Regions from separate parts of the Mus musculus genome. Here region 1 is linked to region 2. Evidence: chromatin contacts called from public Hi-C data. All regions are on one chromosome and are shown on one strand. The core of a region is the stretch at or near the end of the contact, and the rest is flanking DNA. Distances in the headings are between cores, read along the strand shown. Region 1 has its middle 13 kb from the start of Gm33966. Region 2 has its middle 42 kb from the start of Parvg.

What was found. A called contact is a pair of places that touch in the nucleus more often than the background predicts.
Region 1: a Hi-C map of the N1E-115 cell line shows a contact between it and region 2, with 2.2 times the contacts expected there. The contact joins two enhancer-like sites. A contact is called at or near these places in 1 of 15 datasets of contacts at CTCF or cohesin (large pre-B cells), 4 of 484 Hi-C or Micro-C datasets (the N1E-115 cell line, cerebellar granule neurons, differentiating embryonic stem cells and 1 more) and 2 of 115 datasets of contacts at active chromatin or transcription factors (astrocytes and differentiating embryonic stem cells).

The regions. Positions count from the first base shown.
Region 1 is chr15:84,520,848-84,525,568 of GRCm38.p6, reverse strand. No RefSeq gene overlaps it. Among named protein-coding and RNA genes, the nearest start is that of Gm33966, 13 kb to the right of the region's middle. Within about 2 kb of position 2,103, at least 9 of the 459 cell types and tissues checked have an H3K27ac peak or open chromatin away from gene starts, as enhancers often do. A contact at or near this core is called in the N1E-115 cell line, where this site is marked.
Region 2 is chr15:84,364,224-84,368,836 of GRCm38.p6, reverse strand. No RefSeq gene overlaps it. Among named protein-coding and RNA genes, the nearest start is that of Parvg, 42 kb to the right of the region's middle. Within about 2 kb of position 1,881, at least 19 of the 459 cell types and tissues checked have an H3K27ac peak or open chromatin away from gene starts, as enhancers often do. A contact at or near this core is called in the N1E-115 cell line, where this site is marked.

The DNA.
Region 1 (4,721 bases), core at 854-3,353, 160 kb before region 2:
AGGCTGTGCCTGAGGTTGGCAAGAGTGTGGGCTGGAACAACACAGCCACCACCTCTGCCTGCCTGCTGCCATCTCCCTCCAATTACAGGCAGCACCAGTGACGGGCCAGGAAGCTGATTAATAAGCTGGGGTTGGGGGAGGTAACCATCTTACCCAGAACAGATCCAATTAACTGAACCCCCCACTGTGGTCCTCATGAGATGAGCACACAGACTGTGGCTATGGGCATGGGGCAGGAAAGTGTCACAGCTCCTAGGCATAGCCACAAACTCTGGTAGGGCCAGTGTGACCTCTCTTGATTGATGTAATAGGTTCACTGACAAGAGGGATTGGTCCCTGGCGCCTGGATGAGGTCCCTGAGGGTAGATGTGTGGGCAGAGGTAGACTAGAGGAGGGAAAGTTCCAGGAGGTACTATTCTAGAGCCACACTGTGGTACCCAGCATCCTCTCCATGAGCCACACTGTGGTACCCAGCATCCTCTCCATGAGCCACACTGTGGTACCCAGCATCCTCTCCATGAGCCACACTATGGTACCCAGCATCCTCTCCATGAGCCACACTGTGGTACCCAGCATCCTCTCCATGGTCCACACTGTGGTACCCAGCATCCTCTCCATGAGCCACACTGTGGTACCCAGCATCCTCTCCATGAGCCACACTGTGGTGCCCAGCATCCTCTCCATGGTCCACACTGTGGTACCCAGCATCCTCTCCATGAGCCACACTATGGTACCCAGCATCCTCTCCATGAGCCACACTGTGGTACCCAGCATCCTCTCCATGGTCCACACTGTGGTACCCAGCATCCTCTCCATGAGCCACACTGTGGTACCCAGCATCCTCTCCATGAGCCACACTGTGGTACCCAGTACTCTCCAGGAACACAGAGGGGCAGATGGCAGGAGCAGAGGTCCCTGTTTATACAGCCTCTACTAGGCCACTGCCCTTCCCCACCCAGGTTAAGTGCCTGGGAGACTATAACAGTAGCCTTATCCAAGGGGCCAGTATTTAATACTCCTGTAGAGGTTTGCCAACAACAATCTGACTTTCTTACACTTGGTCCCACCTCTTAATGTTCTAGAACCTCCCAGTAACACCAGGGGCTGATCACCAAGGCACCAAACCAAGGGGCCTTTGGGGAACATTCTAACCACACACTGCAGCCCCCTCCCCTGTATCTCTCAGTGTTGGAAGCCCCATGCCTCATCTAGCCTCTGCTACCATCCTCTATGAAATCCCCAGAACCAGGAGCCAAGCACACCTCCTCTTTTCTTCTTGCTCTAGCTACAGCAGGTTGTTCGGGAACGGATGTACAGGACCCTTGTTCTGGAGGTAGTCACTCTCCCTGCTTGGACAGTGATGTTCCTCATACCGATAGCTAATGTCTGAGCAATGACAAGTCAGAATGAGACCAACCTCCTCCACAACACATGCTGCTAACTCAGGGTATAGTAGTCACACTGCACCAGCATGGCCTGGCAACTTGAATATAAGCTTTCCAGTCTTACAAGTATATCTGGCAAAGACCGGACAATCAAGGACTAATGAATGAACAATGGGTGATGGTGCCACCCACCTCTCACCTCCGCACTCAGGGGACTGGAAGAGGAAAATCACAAGCTTAAAGCTAGCCTGGGCTACATAGTAAGACCCTGTCTTACAAAACCGGAACAACAAATGAATGAACTGATAGATGATGAATATTGGGGCTGGGGATGGGATCTTGGGTCCCATGCTGCTTCCTGACTCTGGGCAAGGGGTTGCATGTCTTCAGGGCTGAGCTTGCCTTTCAGTGAAGTGGGCACAGCAATACCTAGTGTGTAAAAACATCTGGACAGGTAGCAAGCTCAATACAGAGCTTAGGAGGGAGCCTGGCACTTAGTAGGGATACAGTGCTTCCCTACTTTAACCTAATTGAAGGAGGGTTTGGCCTCCTGACTTGCGCAGTGATTGGGTTGGCAGGGACTAGTCACTGGTGGACAGAATCAGAAACAACATTCTTGCCCAGACAGAGAGTCATCACAGTCTAGAACAGTACTTGTCCCCGCACCGAAAAAGGTCACTCTATGGCTGTCTCTCATGCAACTGTGACTCACTGCTGTCACTATCTGTTCCAGCCTGTCCTCAGAGTGGGTGGTTAGTTTCTGGGACTGGGACAGGGCAGCTGGACAAGACTGTGACTATAATGGCAGAGGCTGGCACTCTGGCCTTCTCCAGATGCTTGATCTGGGTAGAGAAAGGTGGCGGCCTGGCAGAGGCAGTGCGATTTCCTTCTGCACTTCAGTGTCCTTGTGTTGCAGCGGCAGAGGCTGGCGTGAGCAGGGGCCTCTGCTCCTGTTGTCTGTGCCTGTGTGTTCCTGGAGGGTGGTGTGCCCTGCTGATGTACCCTGCTGCTGCAGAGGGCAAAGGTCCAGTCTGACTCACAGGTATCCTTCCTGACTCCTCTTTTATGGTCCTTTGGTTATATCTATTTCCCTGTCCAGTGCTTGCTGATGCTACATTGGCTTGCCAGCCGGTGACATGGGCCCCCTGTGTGCTGATGTGGGAGTGACCAGCCTTGCTCTTATCCCTTCCTATTCTGCTAAGGTCACATGTCCCCAGCCCCAAGCCTGGACATTGGCTTCAGGGCAAATGCAGGTGAGTGGAGAGAGAACACCAGCATCTGCCTGCTTCTCCCCATTCGAGGTGACCTCATGGATCGTGGGGACAACAAGGAGGCACCAGAGGGTTTGTTCCAGGTTTAAGAGCAAGCTGACCCCAAGCAATGCTCCGAAAGTCAGGATCACAGTATGCAAAGTGATGTAGAAAAAATGCTGTCCATAGCATGGTGCTGGGCAGACTCTGGGCGTGGAGACAGGTCGGCTAGCCGATAGGTGTGGAGACAGGTTGGCCAACTGATAGACAGAGCAGATCTGGAGGTGATGGGGTGACTGCTCATGCAGTGTGCCTCAAGGACTCCAAGCTTCACATGAGCCTAGCACTTTCAGGCTGTCCCTTCTTTCTCCAGGGCTCTGCCTGTGTGCATTGACTCATCTCTGTGTTTTATAAAGGGACAAAGCTCAGAGAATAGATCAGTCCATTTCAACCAAAGTAAGTCAGCTTAGCAGGACCCCCAACTGGGGCAGCTCACCCAGGTGACCACCTCATTCTTGTACTTGAGATTCAGCTGACCAGGCTGGTCTTGCTTAGTGACAGTTCAGGCTGCAGTCCTGGGGAGAGGCTATCCCAGGTAGGTCTTCTCCTGGCTGGTCACTAGGGTATATAAGCTATCAGGCCATCCTAAGGCCCAGTGTCTCTCTTAGAGCTACGACTAATCTAGCTGAGTAGGAACTGATTCTGAGAGGGGCAAAGATTGTCCCCAAGCTCACAGCAGGGGTCACACAGGGGTCTGTGACATCCCTCGTGTTCCTGTCCTCCCTGTGTCTGTTTTGTCCTGTGAAGCAGAGGCCTATGTAGCTTAGATGACTTGGCTTAGTGGGAGAAATGGGTAACGCGGGGAGCCCTGGGGATGGTGTTTGCCTCCCCAAAGGGTTTAGGAGCCCCCGATTGAACCCAGAGTGTTTATACAGATTCTTCTAATCAGTAAAAGTCGCACAGCTTTCCCCACCCCCTTAGCAGCCCCAAGGGTCTTATTCTTTTCTCCATTATGCAAATGAGCAGTTTTGGCGCAGAGACTTTCACTCATCCTCCAAGGTCATGCTGCTTAGAGGATGCTCCCGGGATGGTCTGAATGTAAAGGGGTGCCAACCCCCCACCCCAAGCATCAACCTCCACCCCCGGGCACCGGCTTAGGAGACCAAGTCTGGCTGGGCATGTGTAAGCAGAGACAGGAGGCCAGCTCTATCTGTAGGACCAGACAGATCTAGGCTTGGATGCCTTCCATGTTCCTGGGAACATGTGAGTCAGATGCCTGGGAGACAGATGTGCAGACCAGGCTCCAGAGAGTTGGTACAGTGGGACAGCTTATGGGTACACAGGTATAGCAAGATGACAACTGCAGTTACCCTGACAGTCACACAAGCCACCTAGTATAGGGCCCTGGTACCAGCTCCAAAGCTGGGGGGTCTCAGGAAGTATACGACTTGGATCCCATGCTAAGCAGCTCTGAGAATCTTAAACAGACTCATAGGGAATGTCTGTCTCAGTTTATCTTCCTACCTGTGATGGGGAGCTACTACCTTTTAAGCCAAGTCCTCCCAATACCGGCTGTTTCTGCCTTTGAAAAGGACTGGAGAGATGGCTCAGCAGTTAAGAGCACTGACTGCTCTTCCAGAGGTCCTGAGTTCAATTCCCAGCAACCACATGGTGGCTCACAACCATCTGTAATGGGATCTGATGCCCTCTTCTGGTGTGTCTGAAGACAGCTACAGTGTACTCATATGAATAAAACATACAAATATTATTAACAAAAAGAAGAGTCTCTCTTTCCTCTCCCTATGTCTCTCCCCCTCTCTCTCCTACCTTCTTCCTCCCCTCCCTCCCTCTTTTCCACACTCCCTCTATTCCTTCCTGCCTTTCTCTTTTCTTTTAGTTCTGTTGTGTTTTCTTGGTTTGTTCGTTCCTTGATTGGTTTTGCTGTACAAACAACACCCGCAGGCAGGGCCTTGGTGGCGCATACCTATAACTCTGAGAGGCTGAGGCAGGAGGATTACAACTTCAAAGCCATCTTGGGCTATATAAGGAGACACTCTCAAACCAACCAAGCTTCCCAGACAGGGAT
Region 2 (4,613 bases), core at 632-3,131:
GGAGGACAGACCTTAAAGGAATGGGAAGTGAGTGTGATAAAGGTGCATTATATGAAATTCCCAAATAGTCAATAAAAATATATGTCCACGCTAAAAAAAAATCTCTTGAAGTGTTAGAGAGAAGAGACAGCTCTACCAGGAACTGGGCTGGAGCCAAGAATCTGGCTGCATTCTCCCTGTGTCCTGAAAACTTCTCATGACTATGTAGGTGGAAAATTCAAAATAATTGAAGACAAAACTAAGCTCACTAGGTGGGCACCCATATCTAATGCAGCTTGGTGAGAAGCTGCCCCTGCACTAAGCTGAGGGAGCTGGCCACACTTTGTCCTGTCTCCTGGACAGTCTGTGCTGCTCTGAATGAGAATGGGCCCCAGGGGCATATGTTTGAACACTTGGTCCACAGTTGGAACTGTCTGGGGAGGATTAGGAGGTGTGGCCTTGTTGAAGTAGATGTGTCACTGGGGGTGGAGCTTTGATGTTTCAAGAGACCACACCATCATTCCTTTCTCTCCTTCTCTCTGTTTCTGTCTCTCTCTCTCTGTATGAATCTGTTTCTCTCTCTCTCTCTCTCTCTCTCTCTCTCTCTCTCTCTCTGTATATGTGTCTGTTTCTCTCTCTGTCTCTCTGTGTGTGTCTGTCTGCCTGTTTCTGTGTTGCTCTGTCTGTCTCTGTCTCTCTCTGTGTGTGTCTCTGTGTTGCACTGTTTGTGTGTGTTTTTCTCTCTCTGACTCTCTCTCTGTCTCTGTCTCTGTCTCTCTCTCTCTGTGCCTCCTATTTGTGGAACAAAAAGTAAACGCTCAACTGTTTCTGCCGCCATGCATTCACTTGGCCATTGCAGACTCTTGAACCATACACCCAGTTAAGCGCTTTCTTTTATAAGTTGCCTTGGTCATGGTGTTTAGCTGCAGCAACAGAAAAGTGACTAACACAGGCTGAAAGTGAAGCAAGAATTCCTACAGACATAAAATTTCTGGACATGGGGAGATATTCCTGACCAAGACTCCATGCCCTGAAGCTGCAGGAGACAGGATGAACACTGACCGGGTCATAAAAAACACTAGGTCATAATTTTACCTGATGGAAGATGACAGAGTCAACATCAAGACAAGCAGAGACTCAGAACACAAAACCCACAAGCGAGGCTTGTTTGTTAACATGCTGAGAACACAGACTCACTGACAGAAGGGAACAAGGAACTCTGCAGGAAAGCGTGAGGGGTGTGGCGGGGCATCAACCATGAGGAGCTGCCAGCAGATGGGGGAGCAAGTGAGATGATGAGGTTGTGCTGGGCACCCACCAGACTGCCAGGAACGATTTTACACGTCCTCTGTGGGCAAGTCCATGAGTGGGACAGTTATTCTGTACTCTAGAGAAGAGATTCAGAGCCGATTGTTCCATATAAAGCCAGATCGTTTTTATAGCATAAACTAGACTTCCTTGTCATATCATCTAAGTATTCTGTGTTAGGTTAAGCTTTTCTTAAGAGGGACAACAAGGTATACACAATGGTAGCTCATCACCTGAGAGGCAGAGGAAGGAGGGTTCATCTAGAGTTGGAAGATAGCCTGGTCTGCATAAAAAGAGGTGGTGAGATGCTGGAGGAAAAGCTGGGTGGTAGAGCCCTTTCCTCTCAACAGTGAGACTCTGGAGACAACCTGAAGACATCTAATCAAAAAGAATATGCCCTGTGATCCAGCATGCATAGAATGGAGTTCTGTGTTAGATGGGAGCAGATACACTCTGTGTGTGTGTGTGTGTGTGTGTGTGTGTGTGTGTGTGTGTGTGTGCTATCAACAGGGGATAAACAGGCTTAAAGAATGTGTTAGTAACTGATAAACAGTTTCCCACCCAGAACACTCAGTGTGATTTTCACTCTTGCCGTGAGGTGTATGTGGGAGAGATGGTGTGGGCAGGCGCCTCACTCACTCACTCCTTGGCACGAGCGACCTCCTTCTGGATAGAGTAAGAGTTTCCAGATCTCAGAACACTTTTCCAGCTTTGTCCTGCTGTTTATGACACCACAGACATGACGCACCTTGAGGTCGACCAGGTTGGTAATGTTCCTTCTGTGACTTGCTCAAGTCTAGACAGTCAACCAAACAGCCCATCTGGCCCTGAGGTGCAGTTCTTGCCAGGCTCCGCGGGGCACACACGGCCCATAGCCAGCATGAAATGCCAACATGTCATCCCAGAGTGCTATCTTGGGAGAGATGTGCCGTGCACCACTGGGTCCAGTTCCATGGCAACAGTCAACAACTTCCAGAACGCCTACGATGGCAAGGGAGGCACAATCAATATTCTGAACACTTGTGACGTTTGTTTTCAATATAATGCGTTTTTGAAAATGTTATTCATTCTTTGAGCATTTTGTTCAGTGCATGTAGATTATATATTTTCTCTCCGCTCCTTCTCCAAATCCTTGCAGATCCACCGTCAACTCCTCCTTAGATGTTTGCAACCTCATGCCCTCTCTCTTCTAAAAAAAAATCTCTTCCATGTGCGGCAATCCACGGGAGCATGGTTAGCCTACCAGGGGCCAGCGACACCCCGAAAGAAAGCTGACTCTCCCTTCCCAGAGGCCACCAAGTGAGAGTCCATAGCTCCTCAGCTGGGGGTGGGGCTCTGAGCTCCTTCTCTTTGTGCTGGAAAGTTAACTGGCCTGATCCTGTGCAGACAACCACAGCTGCTGTGCGTTCGTTTGTGTGTGCAGCGGTCCCGTCGTGACTGGAAGGCACTGCTTCATTTCAATCCTCTCTGACCTCTGGCGCCTACGGTCTTCCCATCCCCCTCTTTCAGGGTGTTCCCTGAGCTTGGTGGGGTGGGGGGCAATGACAGCATAACGTGTTTAACGGGAAGTTCCATTATGAACCTTTGATGACTCATCAACTCCCTAGGGCATACATGATCCACTATCACAGGATCCACTATGCTGGCTCAGGCCTGAAATTCCATACAACCACTTAGAGGGATAAACTGAAGGGTGTCGTGCAGTGGACTTGAAAGGATTGTCACAAGGAACCATCAATCAACAAAGCAGAGCAGACCTAAGATGGCAAAAAGCCCACTGTCCGCCATGTTTTTATAGCACCTCGACCCCCTGGTACCTTTCTCTCTAAACGCATCTGTGAACCCTGGTGCACTGCACCATAAGCCTCAAAATAAATCAGAGCTTTGTTGGCCCAGGGATGGGCTGGGTGGGAAAGAGAAATGGAAGCCAAAGAAAATAGAAAAACAGACCCAAAGAGGCGGCCAAGAAGGCAAAGCATGCATATGTTAACCCATTTGGCATCTGCGTGAAATCTATGGATGCACTTAGTTTTTTTTTATGTCGCTTAAAAATCCATGTTTCAGCCAAGGCCTCCTCTGGACAGGGGTTTAGAGTCTCGCCCTGTGCAGTCGTTCCAGTCGAAACTGGGGCTCTGCTTTGAAATGCCCCCAGCATTCCTCAATGGGAAACTTGGTCCCCAATGCGACTGTGATGTAAAGGGAGTGTGTCCAGAACATGTCTAAATCTCAGTAGCTGTACCTTCAGGACTGGATTCATGCCATCATAAAAGGACCTGGGCAAGCATGGGTGCCCTTCCACTCTGTCCTTTACCTTCATCCATTTGAGGGTACAGCAAGATGCTGGACTCCATTTTGGACTTCCCAAAGTCCAGATCTGCAAGCACAAAAATTTCTGTTCAAAGTATTAGCTATGGAGAATTCTGTTGAGCCAGCATGACAGAGAGCAGGCAATCAATCACCTGTAACCGTGCACTGTGGCAAAGCCATGGGCCATGCCTGTGCCTCTGTCACTCTGGTTTGTGTTGGCTATGACTGGGGCATGGGATATGATGTGTGAGTCTCTGCAGGACCTCCCTTGGCTGGTGGCCGATGCTGGCAGCTGTGGGATGGGACTTTAGCTCTATTCCATGGGTCTCTCTTTATGGCGGCTGAGCTCCCTCACATAATGACTGCTGGGTTCTGACAGGGAACACTACCAGAGGCAGAGGTTGGAGGGGGGGGGCATTTATTTCTACAAGGTTCTATCAGCCTCAGGGCTGGCTCAGATTCATGAGGGGTGGGGGGAAGAGCAGAACTTATGTTTGGGTGTAGAAGTAGTAAGACTGCACAGGGTAGGAGAGACTGTGAAGCCCTCTGGAAATCACCACAGCCATCCAGGCCCACAGGCCTCAGCACACAGAATCATAGACTCACTGAGACTGGGAGATTGAGGGAACATGAGTGAGCACCCAGTCCAAATATCTTATTTGGTAATGGGGAAAGAAATTTCAAGAGGGGGAGGCAAGTGTGTCCACCATCACACAGAGACTAGACACCAGCTAAGTCTACAAACAGAACCTTTGTCATCCATTTTTTTCTAGTAATTCTTGAAGGATAAGACAAACTAGTTTTCTTGTTCTTGTCTAGACTATACATATTTCCATTCATCTACCCACCATCCATTCACCCATCCATCCACCACCCATCCATCCATTCATCACCTATCCATTTACTGTCCATCCATCTATCTACCATCCATCTACCATCCATCTGTCTGCCCATTCATCCATCCATCTACATATAGTGACTGCCCACTGTATGCCCTTGAAGGAGTGGCCACCCCAACA